Linked DNA regions of Mus musculus: all the other regions are linked to region 2. A link is a contact called in public Hi-C and HiChIP or PLAC-seq data. All regions are on one chromosome and are shown on one strand. Each heading gives the region's core, a stretch centred on a gene start, on an enhancer-like site or on the middle of the called end of the contact. The rest is flanking DNA. Distances are from core to core; before and after follow the strand shown.

Region 1 (2,700 bases), core at 86-2,585, 100 kb before region 2:
CTGGATTTTAATCAGAACCCTCAAAGAGGTATCTCCAAGCTAAGGCCACAGAAGCCCAAGTGCCTCCAAGCTACCTGATCGCAAGACCCAATGAAAAAAAGCAGAGTCTCCAGCAAAACTTCTCACTTCCTGCCACCGGTGAGGGAGGCTGGGCTGGCTCCCCTTACGTTTTCAGACAAGCTATAAACACAACCTTCCAGTTTGCTAACAGGCCACGGGCTTAGGGGGCGGGGTGGGGAACTTCAGGAAGGCTCTCTGTGTCCCTCTTGGTTTATTTCCTCTGAGCAGATAACGGTACCAAACGCCCTCCACTTCCTAGAGTCCTCATCTATGGCACAGTTCCTCTTTCCAGAACGTGAGGACCAAATGAAAGCAAAAAATAAGTCAAAGCAAAATTAACCCCACCGCTTCATCTCATCCCTTCTCATTGTTATTTTAGAGCCGACTCCCTCTTTGTTATCACACACACACACACACACACACACACACACGGGGGGGGGGGGCAGAAAGGTGAAACGCGCCCTAGGATAACTTATTTCTTCCCGCCTCCCAGAAACCTTTAGGATTCCATACACCATCTCCCGACGCAAGGCTTTATTAGTTCTGCTTAGAAGCTAAGTCATTTCAAGGCAAGTGAGGAAAAGCCCCCAAGCTGAGAACTGAGAGGCAGGGCAAAGCGGAGCGCACCTAGATGTTTGCATTTACACAAAGAAATTATCCGGATGATTAATGGGAGCCTCTGACGGGCAGCGGGGTCGCGGGGTGGCCTCCATACCTGGGACATCTGGGGCCTCAGGTTGATCTCCTTCAGATTGATGGAGTGTGGCCGCAGGTTGTTGAGCAGCTGGCAGAGCAGGACTCCATCGCGAAGGGTCTGCGCCAGGTCGAACACCTGCGCCGAGTCCCAGGTCACCCGATGGTTGGGGGGCAGCACCTTGCTGTGGATGAGCCACTGAGCGCACTGCTTCCACGGCTCCATGTCCGACGGCTCCCGGACCCGGCCCGGCCGGGGCGGGCAGCGACTCTGAGGTGGCCGCCGCGGAGCGTCAGAGCCCCGCCGACGCCAGTCGCGCTGATGGCCCCTGGTTCGCTTTGCCTTTCTGGAGCGGGCGCCGCTGCCGGCGGCTCGGGGACGCCGCGTGGGACTCGCCTCGGGTCCCCGCCCGGATGCGCCGCGGCCCGGCCGCCGCTGCAGCAGCGAGTGCCGCGCGCTCTCGGTGCGCCCCGGCCGGCTCCGCTGAGCACTGGCTTCCGACTGGCGAGCCTGGCGCCCCGCGACTGAGCATGCCCAGCGCGCCTGGCCGGTCTGTGCGGTCCGCGAGTCCCCGGAGGCGCGGGTGCGAGCGTGCCCGCCGCCCTGGCTGGGGGTCCGGGGCTGAGGGCGGGGCGGCTGGGGGGAGGAGCGGGCCGAGTTGGGGCGGCGGCCACAAAGGGGATCCCGGCGCCCCCGCCCGCCCGTGAACCCTCGGATGAGTGGAGCTTGCACAACCCCGGGGCGTCCAGGGATTAGCCCATCGGCGCGGCTTCCTAGGAAGTGTGGCTGAACACTGAGATTCGCAGGGGTGTCCCCGGGGACACCCTGAACAATGAATGCGATTTAAATTAAGAGGGTCTCAGAGGAGCCAAGGCTTAACTGGGACACAGGGAGCCTGGAGAAATGAGATGTGCACTACGCGCAGCTGGAGAACGCAGCATGGAAAGTTTGTGATCGGCCCCTGGTCCCGCCTCCTCCAGGTCCATCCTCAGCCCCTTCCTGAAAGTCAGTTTCTTCTGAGAATGTTTTGACACCTTGAAAGTGCGTGACGTGGGGACAATTGCAGCTTCAGCCTAGGTAGAGGGAAAGAAGTAGGTTTTGCATATCTCCCAGGCTTGGAACTGTTCACTAAAGCAGTCCAGCGCCTTTTGCTGATCTTCAAAATCCTGCCTGAGAAAAAAAGAAAACTGGCCGGTGACACAGAGGCAAGAGCGCGCATGCGTCAGTGACTTGCCACCAGGTTTGAGCTCAAATCGCTTCAGTACCGAGACACTGAGAGACTGGGTCAGCATATTTGGAGAACCCTGGGGAAAATTGGAAAGTTCCCCCCCACACACACCCACACATGTCAACTCTGTCATACTGAGGCAAGGTTCTCCCTGTCTTTTTTATTCCCACTGCCCTACAAAGCCGAAAAGGGTGTATAAGCTTTTTGTAGTAATATATTATTTCACTGAACTCTGACAACTCCCTGTAAATGCCCTCTTCGCTAGTCTTTTTTTTTTTTTAATTGAAATCTAGTTTGGTGGGATTTTATATCTGTTGTTGCTGCTGCTGCTGCTGCTGCTGCTGCTGCTGCTGCTGTTTCATTAGATATTTGTAGCTCAAATTTTCGATTGTGGATCTTATTGATTTTATAAACAGGACAAAACGTAACTTTTAAAAAGTACATGATCTGTTGGGACAGAAGTTCGCTTCTTTTATGCGTGACTGTAGCAAGCGTGGCCTGCTGTGTACACAACCAGCCTTAAACAATAATAAATCAGCCTAAGGATTTCCTTTCCTCGCATGCATCCGTCCCCAGCAACTTCCTCTGTGCACACTGTGGAGTCCATCAATAGCACAATGTTTCCTAGACCATAATAGGTTTGAAAGCCTGAAACTACAGGAGGATCAATCCTTAGCAATACTGTATCACCGAAACTGTAAAGTGCATCCTAGGCACG
Region 2 (2,700 bases), core at 121-2,620:
TGACCAAAGACTCTGCCTGTGCACAGGGCCTTTGCAGGGCCTGCTCTGCCTCCAGGAAGTCATCCACAGTCTGAGTCTGAAGGAGCTAGCACTGAAGATATCACTTCCCTGTTCTGGGATTGGGACTGAGGAAGCAGACTGTGCCCTTGTGGAACTCAAAGTTTAGATCCCAGGCCAAATGCCACCACCTCAGCTGTTGGCTCCGGTATGATACAGGATCAGCAAGACAGAGGCAATGAAGAGACACAGACAGCCACAATACAGTATTCTGAGGTATTCTGGTATTCTGTCTGTACTTCACAACTTCACCAAGTGTGTCTGCAGAAATATTATCAGAAAGGTATGGTCTTAAACTCACCATAGGTCACGAATGGAGAGAACATACAAAAGGCCACTAGAGAACTCTGAACAAGTTTTGTGTTTTCTGTAACTAAGTCATCGCATCAGTAGACGAGCTGGCTACTTGTCAATGCTCCCTCTTCTTTCCCGTAGGTCCACAGCTACTTTATACTTCAGCCTCCTTCTCTATAATAGCACCATGTGACTGAGTTTTGGCCAATGGAATAAGGGCAAATATAACATAGTCCAGCCTATGTCTGGTCCATTCAAACCTTCATGATCTTCTCCACTCTCTGTGTTGTTCCTATTGAAAAAGCTGAATAGAAAAAAAAAATCTCCTTTGATGGGCTTTGTAGGGGCAAGAATTAACCTTCTCCTTAGTTAAATAATAGTATATATCTATAATATTATACTATAATATAAATAAATAGTATTAAATAACTGGGATTTGGTGGTATATCTGATTATAGCCACTAGCATTATTTGCTTCAATAATACAAGCATACACCTTTCAATCTAATGGTTACTATTTTAATGGTTCTCAAGCACACTGAAGTTTACAGGCCAAGCAATTGTGACAGAGTGTAGTGAATGTAGGGTGATTCTCAGAAAGATGACACTTAAGATCCAGGGCTGAAAGGATGTGTCTCATTAACACACAACCAAGTTCAAGATGGGAGACAGAGAAATGGCAAGATTCCAGAATACACTGGTAAGGCTCTATCTGTGGTTGCATAGTGCCAAGAACCTGCACAAAGTAAACATGTTGAGTTGGATTAAAGGTGCTAAGAATGCAAAGAAAGTGGCAGCATCATGTGTGTCCAACATGGAGCACAGAACTGGATGACAGCCACTATCTTCCTGATGGACACTCAAAAACGCACGGTAGAGTTGGATCACTCCATTAACATCAGCAGCCATTACACACTTCCTTCTGCCAAAGACAAAGTGCCCGGCCCATTCTTCCCCATCCTGCTGGTGACTTCATCTTTCAGAGGTACAGGAAACCACCTGTTATATGTCCTGGGTCTGATTCTGCAAAGCAAGAATGTGGTTGGTGATCGGATGTCACAGGAAGTGACTGTGTCCCTTGGAGACTGCTGCAGAAGAAAGAAACCTGTAAAGTGTTGGTCACACAAGTGTGGACTTAGTTATTTCAGAGAAAAGTTAAATATGGCTGGATATTCTGAAGATCACTGAAGGTTTCAGCGGTTTTTAAAGTATGAAATTCTGGGTATCCTATTTATGACAAGATATGTGGAAAAACATTTGAAGACATCAGTGATTCTTCACAAAAGCCCTACATTACTTAGACTTAAAAGCTCCTGGTGAAGAAGGAAAGGAGGGGAGGAAGGAGGAAAGGAGGGAGAGAAGGAAGGAGGGGAGGAGAGAGGGGATGAGGGAGGGAGATGCACAAAATCAAGAATCAATACCAAAAGTAAAGGCTTGGGAGAGTACAAAGGGCCCATGTTTTTCTGAATTCTGTAAAAATTATATCAGAAAATCAAAATTTTCAAAGTTACTCCACAGATTCTAAGGGCAACTAATGCTCAACTCAGTGGTGTTTCTGTTATCTTGATTACTTCTCAGAAGGTGGATGCATTGTTATATGGGACAAGTTAGTGTCATCTCAGCAGGTGACAAAAACAGATACTCTGCTTCTGCTTCCAGAGTTTCCATCATAAAAATGAAACATGGAGCTTGGGATGAGGGAGTTCACATGATTATAAGGAAGAAAGAGCCAGAGGAGAGGTTTTTGGGTTTCCTGGTGTGTGTTTGTTTTGTTGGTTGGGTTGGGTTGGAGGTGTTTTGTTGTTCTGGCTTTTGTTTTCTGAACTAGAGACAGAGCATGGAACCCAGGGCCTCGTACTTTACCACTGAGTCAAATTAATGTTTGGGCTCAAAACTAGTTCAAGAAAGTGGACCAGCACATACTTGGCAATATCTTCCCTAGATCCCACTAAAATACAATAATAAGTGTCTAGAAATATAGTCCAAGTAAATACTTGGGTCCTACATTATAGCTTCAAAATAGTGCTTGCTCATTGAAAACCTTCTGGTTGGGAGTGCATTCCCCTGGGCCCATGATAGACTCTTTCCCATCACCATCTGTGTTCTCTGCCTTCAGGAAATCAATTCCCTCCTCCATTCTCCCCTCCTCTGACTCCTTCTCCTCTTGTCTTTGCCACCTCTTTCCCCCTTTCTTCCTTGTTTATATGTTTTTCAGTTCCCTTTCATTCTACTCTGTCTCTGATTTCCTATACCACTCTAAATAATAATAAATAAACAAGATGATGATGATGATGGTGATACAAGAACAAAGGAAATCCTCCCAAAGCTGAGGCATGGTCATTCTTCCTT
Region 3 (2,700 bases), core at 61-2,560, 87 kb before region 2:
GCCGGCAGAAGGTAGGAGGTGGGGAGGGAGGGTTGATGTGACTAGGGTTGAGATTCATTAGCACAGAAAACAGTTGGAAGTTGGATGTATGATCATGGGTAGAACTCACTAGAAAGAGATTATAGAGTATGGGATACTGTTCACAGTCGGGAATGACAGGAAGAGAGACAGAACATTATTGGAGAATAACCTGCATATGACAGTGTGTCACCCAATCCAGGTCGGTACCCACCAAAGGATCACTTGGATGCTGGTCTCTTGTGTGTCCTTTATACCCTGGACTTGGCATGTTAATGATCGAAACTACTGCTGTGCCATTTCTATAGTCATTTCTAGATAGCAACTAAGACCCAACTCCAAGTCAGGATCTGACTTTTGGAGCCCAAAAAGTCTTTAAATGTTGTCTTTAAGGAACTCTAGATATTATCATGTGCACAAAAATGCACATACACACAGGCACAAATCAAAGTAACTCCATGGCAAACAATCTCCCTTTCTCTAAGATATTGATTTAGGCCTTGAAGAATGGTTCCATGCAGGTGCAGGCATGATGGCCCGTAATTCCTCCTCCCCAGGGAACTAGGAGCTCTCAAGCTCCTTGGCTCTGAGTGAACCCCAACTCTGCTTGGGAAGTTTATTTTCCTTGTCTGAGTCTACTGGTTCCCCTCCTAGGATTCTAAATTGGTCTGTGATAAGTGAATTTGTAGTAAGGCGACATTTGTTAACAGTCTAGATTTCTCTAATGCTGGAGGTTCTGTAGTAAATAAAACAGACAAGCATATCTGTTGGCAGGCTCCTTATGGCTTTCCTCACTGACCGGATGAAAGCACAAAGTAGTTGGAAAGTGTCAAGTATAGGAAGCACATTTCCTACCTATCAGGGCTGTCTCTGTGAGCATCAGAACTCTGTCTATGCTAAACTGCAATCAAGTTGCCCATTGGGTCAGTAACAGTCCCCAGTTCCCTAAGGTGCCTCTCTGGTAACTCCAGGAACACCAGCTGCAACTCCTTATCCCTTCCCACTGCTGCACCTCAGAGTTCTTCCTCTCCTGCTATGATGTCCCAAGGACAGGCCTGCCTGCATTGGCCCTGAGGCTGTCACCTGCTAGTGCATCTTTATCTGTCTAAGTGCTACTGAGGAAAATGAGAGTCCCCAGAATCCGTTTGAGCTCCCCCGCTGAGCTGATCTCAACTCATTCAGAGCCCATAAAGGAGAAAGTAAAAATCAAAGGCACTGACTAGGAGCAGAGCAGAAAATACCCAAGCTCCCCTACTTCCTCTAGTACGCGGGTCAGGAGGCTTCAGAAGTTGAGATAGGAGAGACATATGAGTGACAGATCAGGGTTTAGAATACCACTCCAGCTGGGTGAGCCCTCCTGCTGTCTCACCCTCTCTACTCAGGTAGTGAGAGGGGAAATGAACTATGCCACAGGCTTGGTTTAGTACTCCTTCCTTTCCTATCCTCCCCTCCCCCACACCGCTACTTCCTTCTCTCCTCCCCTCCCCCTGCCCTTTCACCTCTCCTCCCCTTTCCCTCTCATCAAGTCCCTTTTACTCATTTAGATTCTGTTTGTTTAGAAGAAAATTTTAGTACACCAAAGGATACCTCCCTAGCCACAAAGGTACTTGTGTGAGAATGAGTCACCTCTTTACTGAACAAAGGCTCTCAAGAAGGAAGTATTATCCGGAGGCAGAAGGCTTAACACAGGGAATAAATTCTGTGCTAGGTTTGAGGATTTGATCTTGTTCTTTTAGACATTCAGGAGTTTAAATGTTTATTTACGCACAGATGGCAATTGTCACTGTCTTATTTAATCTCCCCTTTTCTTGTCTCTTTCATAAAAGTGGTTGAGTTTGAAAATTCCTTTATTATTTGGACAGTTTTTACGGAGAGACATCATTGTCAACTGCAGGAAGAGGAAGAAGAAAAGTATTCAGCGGTAGATTATATCTCAGTGCACACCAGACATATGTTGGGCTCGGTAGTCAAGGAAAGTAATCCATTTTGCTTAAACATTAAAATCAATTTTGTAAGTTTCCTGGCTCCATAACACGCCGCCAGCTTTCATCAAGAGTGTGTTTTCACATTAGAATTCAAAGTGCTCACAGAATGAGATTTAAAAGGGGGTTTCATCCATAAGAAAATACTAGAACACTCCTATCCCCTACCCCATCCTCATCCTCCCATTCTCCCACCCCACCCCCATTCCACCACCTCCCAAACCCCACCCTCTATCCCCACCCCCCACCCTACCTCCCATTCCCACCCTCCATTTTCACCCCATCCCTATCCCACCTTCCATCCTCACTTCTCATCCCCCCACCCCACCTCAAATTCCACTATAACTTGGTTTATTTTTAACATTAACTAGGAACTTCAATTAAATAATAAATAGTCAAGAATGAAGACTTTTAAACCCCATGACTTCTGTACAGAAGGCAGACACCAAAACAACATATTGCTACCCTCTCCTGATCTAATTATTGCAGAGGACAATATATACTCTAATTTTCAACAGAGAGTTACAAGGAATGATCAAGACATACAGTCAATTGCTAAACAATGTATTCTCAGAATAAAAGTGAGTTTTGTACATTTTCTTGGTGAATAATAATTATACCCATCTTGATGAAATCACATTTATAATATCTAGAATCCTGAGTATCTGAAAACTAGAAGAAAAGTGCTATTCCTTAAAAC
Region 4 (2,700 bases), core at 161-2,660, 66 kb after region 2:
TCTTCAGAAGGGAGCTTCGTAAGAAACCTGAGTGGTCACCCTGGTCTGACATTTCTCCTTCACGTCCTAATTTCTGGGGGGGGGGGGAGGGAGGGTCCCCCCCTCTGATCAAAACATCTGTGGTGGAAGCAAAAGGGTTTATTGGGTGTTTCTGTCTGTTTGTTCACTTGTCTGTTACTGTCATTAGTTGATACTGTTTTGTATCACAGGTTGGCCTCAAACTTGCTACCTAGCCAAAAATGACCTTGAATTCTTAATCTCTCTGTCTCCAATTCCCAAGTACTTGTGCTTCAGCCTGTCCCTCCACACCTAGCTACCAGAATATCTTTTTCTACTTGTTTCTTGAACCAAAAGGAATCCCAGGTTAACGACAGGATGCAATTTGAGTTGCGTGATTTTCCAAATGAATTCCTCTACTGAGCTTAGTGTTCCAGGAACACAGCAAGAATCTATTATGGAGAAACCCCTTTTTTATTTCCCTGTAGGTATGGGAGCACGGGGTGTGTATGCACTTGGTGTGTGCGCACATGTGCATGGAGGCCAGAAGTCAACACTGGATGTCTTCCTCAATTGCTCTGCACCTTAGTTTTTGAGTGAGTCTCTCACTGAACCTGGAGCCCCGGGATTCAGCTAAACTGGCTGGCCAGCAAGCCTAGAGACCTGCCCATGTCTAGCATTGGACAGCTGCGCCTGGGTGCTGGGGTCTCAAGTCCTCATACTCACACAGTAGGCACTTTATCAACTGAGCCATCCCCAGCCCCTCAATTCTTATTTCTTGTAAAACATATCGACCAGAGTATGCCACAAAATCAATGCTTACAACTCCTGTAGAAAAAAACGAAAACCCCATCCCACCCCCCCAAAAAAAATGATCAGAAAAAAATAAATTTTGGGAGCATGTTATTAATTGCTTAATTTATTTTTATTTCCACACTGGTGTCATAAGCTTGAGTTACAATGACACTTCTCAACTGATTTTGGGAAATGAAAAAAATATTTACCCACATAAATATCCCAGCAATATTTGCCAGGTTGTGAACGTGTACCCACAGCTCACTACATCAGCAGCCTTGTTTGTTCTTTCAATCGTGTTTAATTTCACTTTTAAAATATGGCATCTTTCTGGTTTGGGGAAAATATCGTTAAAAGCAAGAACAAGCCCTTCTCTTCAGAGGAGCCCATGAAAGGCTTCTCTGTCGTCTCCTCTCCTGGAATGGTAACAGGCTGACCCTAATTTCACTCCTCTAAATAGGGTAACGGTGGTTTGAGCAGGAAATCTAAATTCGGCCTCCAAGGTAGCCCAGTGATTTTCCAGGTCATAGCAAAGGGAAAAAGCAAAAGTTGGAAGGCTTTGTCCTTTCCCAGGTACCAAACGGCTCCGGCGCTCGCTGAGAGACGTCTGCCACCTAGTGGAACACAGAGGCCACTGATGTTACGTGCAGTGAACAAACCCTTACTGGCCTCAAGAAATAACTGTGGAGTCCACATTGGGCCCCATAAATATGTACAATGACTGATTGTTGCTTTTAAATAACAAGCTTTTAAAAAATATGTGGTTCTACAGCCAAATATAACAGGGCTTCACGGTCCAAACTTCTGTTGATGCTGGGTAGATTAATAGAATAAATAGTACACCACCAGGTGGTGGTGGCATTCAAAGCCAAGTCACAAAATATTCTTTTCTACTAATGGAAACAGCACAGTACCACCACGTTGAAGCCTCCTGGTGAAGCGCTGTCGTGTAAAGTGGAGTGTTTTTATTTGACAGCAACCTGTGTATCCTGGGTGCTTTTTTTTTTTCCCACTCTGAACAGAAACAGTGTGAGGTACGGAGTATACTTAGCCTCTGGCGTGATGATGAAAGTAACATACATGTTGCAAACTCCCACGCAAAGAGCATTTTCTAACTCTTCACATCCATGTAATAAATAATGCAGATCGTCTTTTGGAGATGACTGATACAGTCCCATGCAATTGATGACGTCAGAGCTAGAGCCCACGTGGCTGTTCCTGATTTCTTCTCATTTCATTTGTGGTATTTTTCCAGCTTGTACTAAATGATTGCTATTAATTTCTATTAAAAGAGATACAGGCACCGTATATCTTTGATAGCACAGTCCAGAAGCATCCTTCCCAATTCTAGGTTTGCTTCCTAGTTGCAACTCTAATAGATGGGTTGTGGGTGGGGGCGGACTCTTCCTCCATTGGCTCTTCTACCTGGACGCTGTCTATCGAGCTATCTGCTGTGACATCACATCGCCACACACCAGGGATGCCGGGGGATTTGGACACTCTGTGGATAGAATGGTCTGTTGCTTATGTTAAACAAATGCTAGTAAGGACCCCTTCTGAGTGCGGAGCTCCCTGCCGTGTGGCAACAGAGGTTTCATCCTGAGACACAGTGCAGCAACCTAGAGACAGTCTGAGATTTGGTATCTCTATGTTCCCATCTCTCTCATCTCCAGCCACGACGACGAGTTAGCATTCCCTCCCCTCTGTGACGTGTGAATGTGGGAACAGAAGTCATTTTCAGTGGAAGGCTCTTTTGTCTTCAGGAACACATACACTCCCAGTAGAGTAGATGTCAGGGTCCCAGAGAAGCGAGCAAAGGAAATCTCTCAACATCACAGAGGAAAGGGGGAAACCCAGTGATAGCAAAGGAGACAGATTGCCAGGTTCTAGCCCTGTGTCATCTCAATA

What was found. A called contact is a pair of places that touch in the nucleus more often than the background predicts. HiChIP or PLAC-seq counts read pairs in DNA pulled down with a chosen protein or histone mark.
Region 1: a contact with region 2 is called in an H3K4me3 HiChIP or PLAC-seq map of bone marrow-derived macrophages, with 4 times the contacts expected there. The contact joins the promoter of Vav3 here to the enhancer-like site in region 2. A contact is called at or near these places in 9 of 39 promoter capture datasets (the 3T3-L1 cell line, 3T3-L1-derived adipocytes, the HPC-7 cell line and 5 more), 1 of 15 datasets of contacts at CTCF or cohesin (CD8 T cells), 2 of 484 Hi-C or Micro-C datasets (cerebral cortex and neural stem cells), 8 of 115 datasets of contacts at active chromatin or transcription factors (CD8 T cells, acute myeloid leukemia, bone marrow-derived macrophages and 4 more) and 3 of 9 other capture datasets (adipose tissue, bone marrow-derived macrophages and pancreatic islet).
Region 3: a contact with region 2 is called in a BATF HiChIP or PLAC-seq map of CD8 T cells, with 7 read pairs. The contact joins two enhancer-like sites. A contact is called at or near these places in 2 of 15 datasets of contacts at CTCF or cohesin (CD8 T cells and the NIH/3T3 cell line), 2 of 484 Hi-C or Micro-C datasets (conventional dendritic cells and neural stem cells) and 2 of 115 datasets of contacts at active chromatin or transcription factors (CD8 T cells and bone marrow-derived macrophages).
Region 4: a Hi-C map of the MNK3 cell line shows a contact between it and region 2, with 2.4 times the contacts expected there. The contact joins two enhancer-like sites. A contact is called at or near these places in 5 of 484 Hi-C or Micro-C datasets (the MNK3 cell line, bone marrow-derived macrophages and cortical neurons) and 1 of 9 other capture datasets (bone marrow-derived macrophages).

What each region holds. Positions count from the first base shown.
Region 1 is chr3:109,339,318-109,342,017 of GRCm38.p6, reverse strand. Vav3 (vav 3 oncogene) reads right to left here and starts at 1,335. Exons shown (of 27, transcript NM_020505.2): 1 at 776-1,335. The coding sequence starts at 979.
Region 2 is chr3:109,235,776-109,238,475 of GRCm38.p6, reverse strand. No RefSeq gene overlaps it. Among named protein-coding and RNA genes, the nearest start is that of Vav3, 100 kb to the left of the region's middle. Within about 2 kb of position 1,370, at least 15 of the 459 cell types and tissues checked have an H3K27ac peak or open chromatin away from gene starts, as enhancers often do. A contact at or near this core is called in CD8 T cells, the MNK3 cell line and bone marrow-derived macrophages, where this site is marked.
Region 3 is chr3:109,322,576-109,325,275 of GRCm38.p6, reverse strand. No RefSeq gene overlaps it. Among named protein-coding and RNA genes, the nearest start is that of Vav3, 17 kb to the left of the region's middle. Within about 2 kb of position 1,310, at least 68 of the 459 cell types and tissues checked have an H3K27ac peak or open chromatin away from gene starts, as enhancers often do. A contact at or near this core is called in CD8 T cells and bone marrow-derived macrophages, where this site is marked.
Region 4 is chr3:109,170,236-109,172,935 of GRCm38.p6, reverse strand. No RefSeq gene overlaps it. Among named protein-coding and RNA genes, the nearest start is that of Slc25a24, 48 kb to the right of the region's middle. Within about 2 kb of position 1,410, at least 25 of the 459 cell types and tissues checked have an H3K27ac peak or open chromatin away from gene starts, as enhancers often do. A contact at or near this core is called in the MNK3 cell line and bone marrow-derived macrophages, where this site is marked.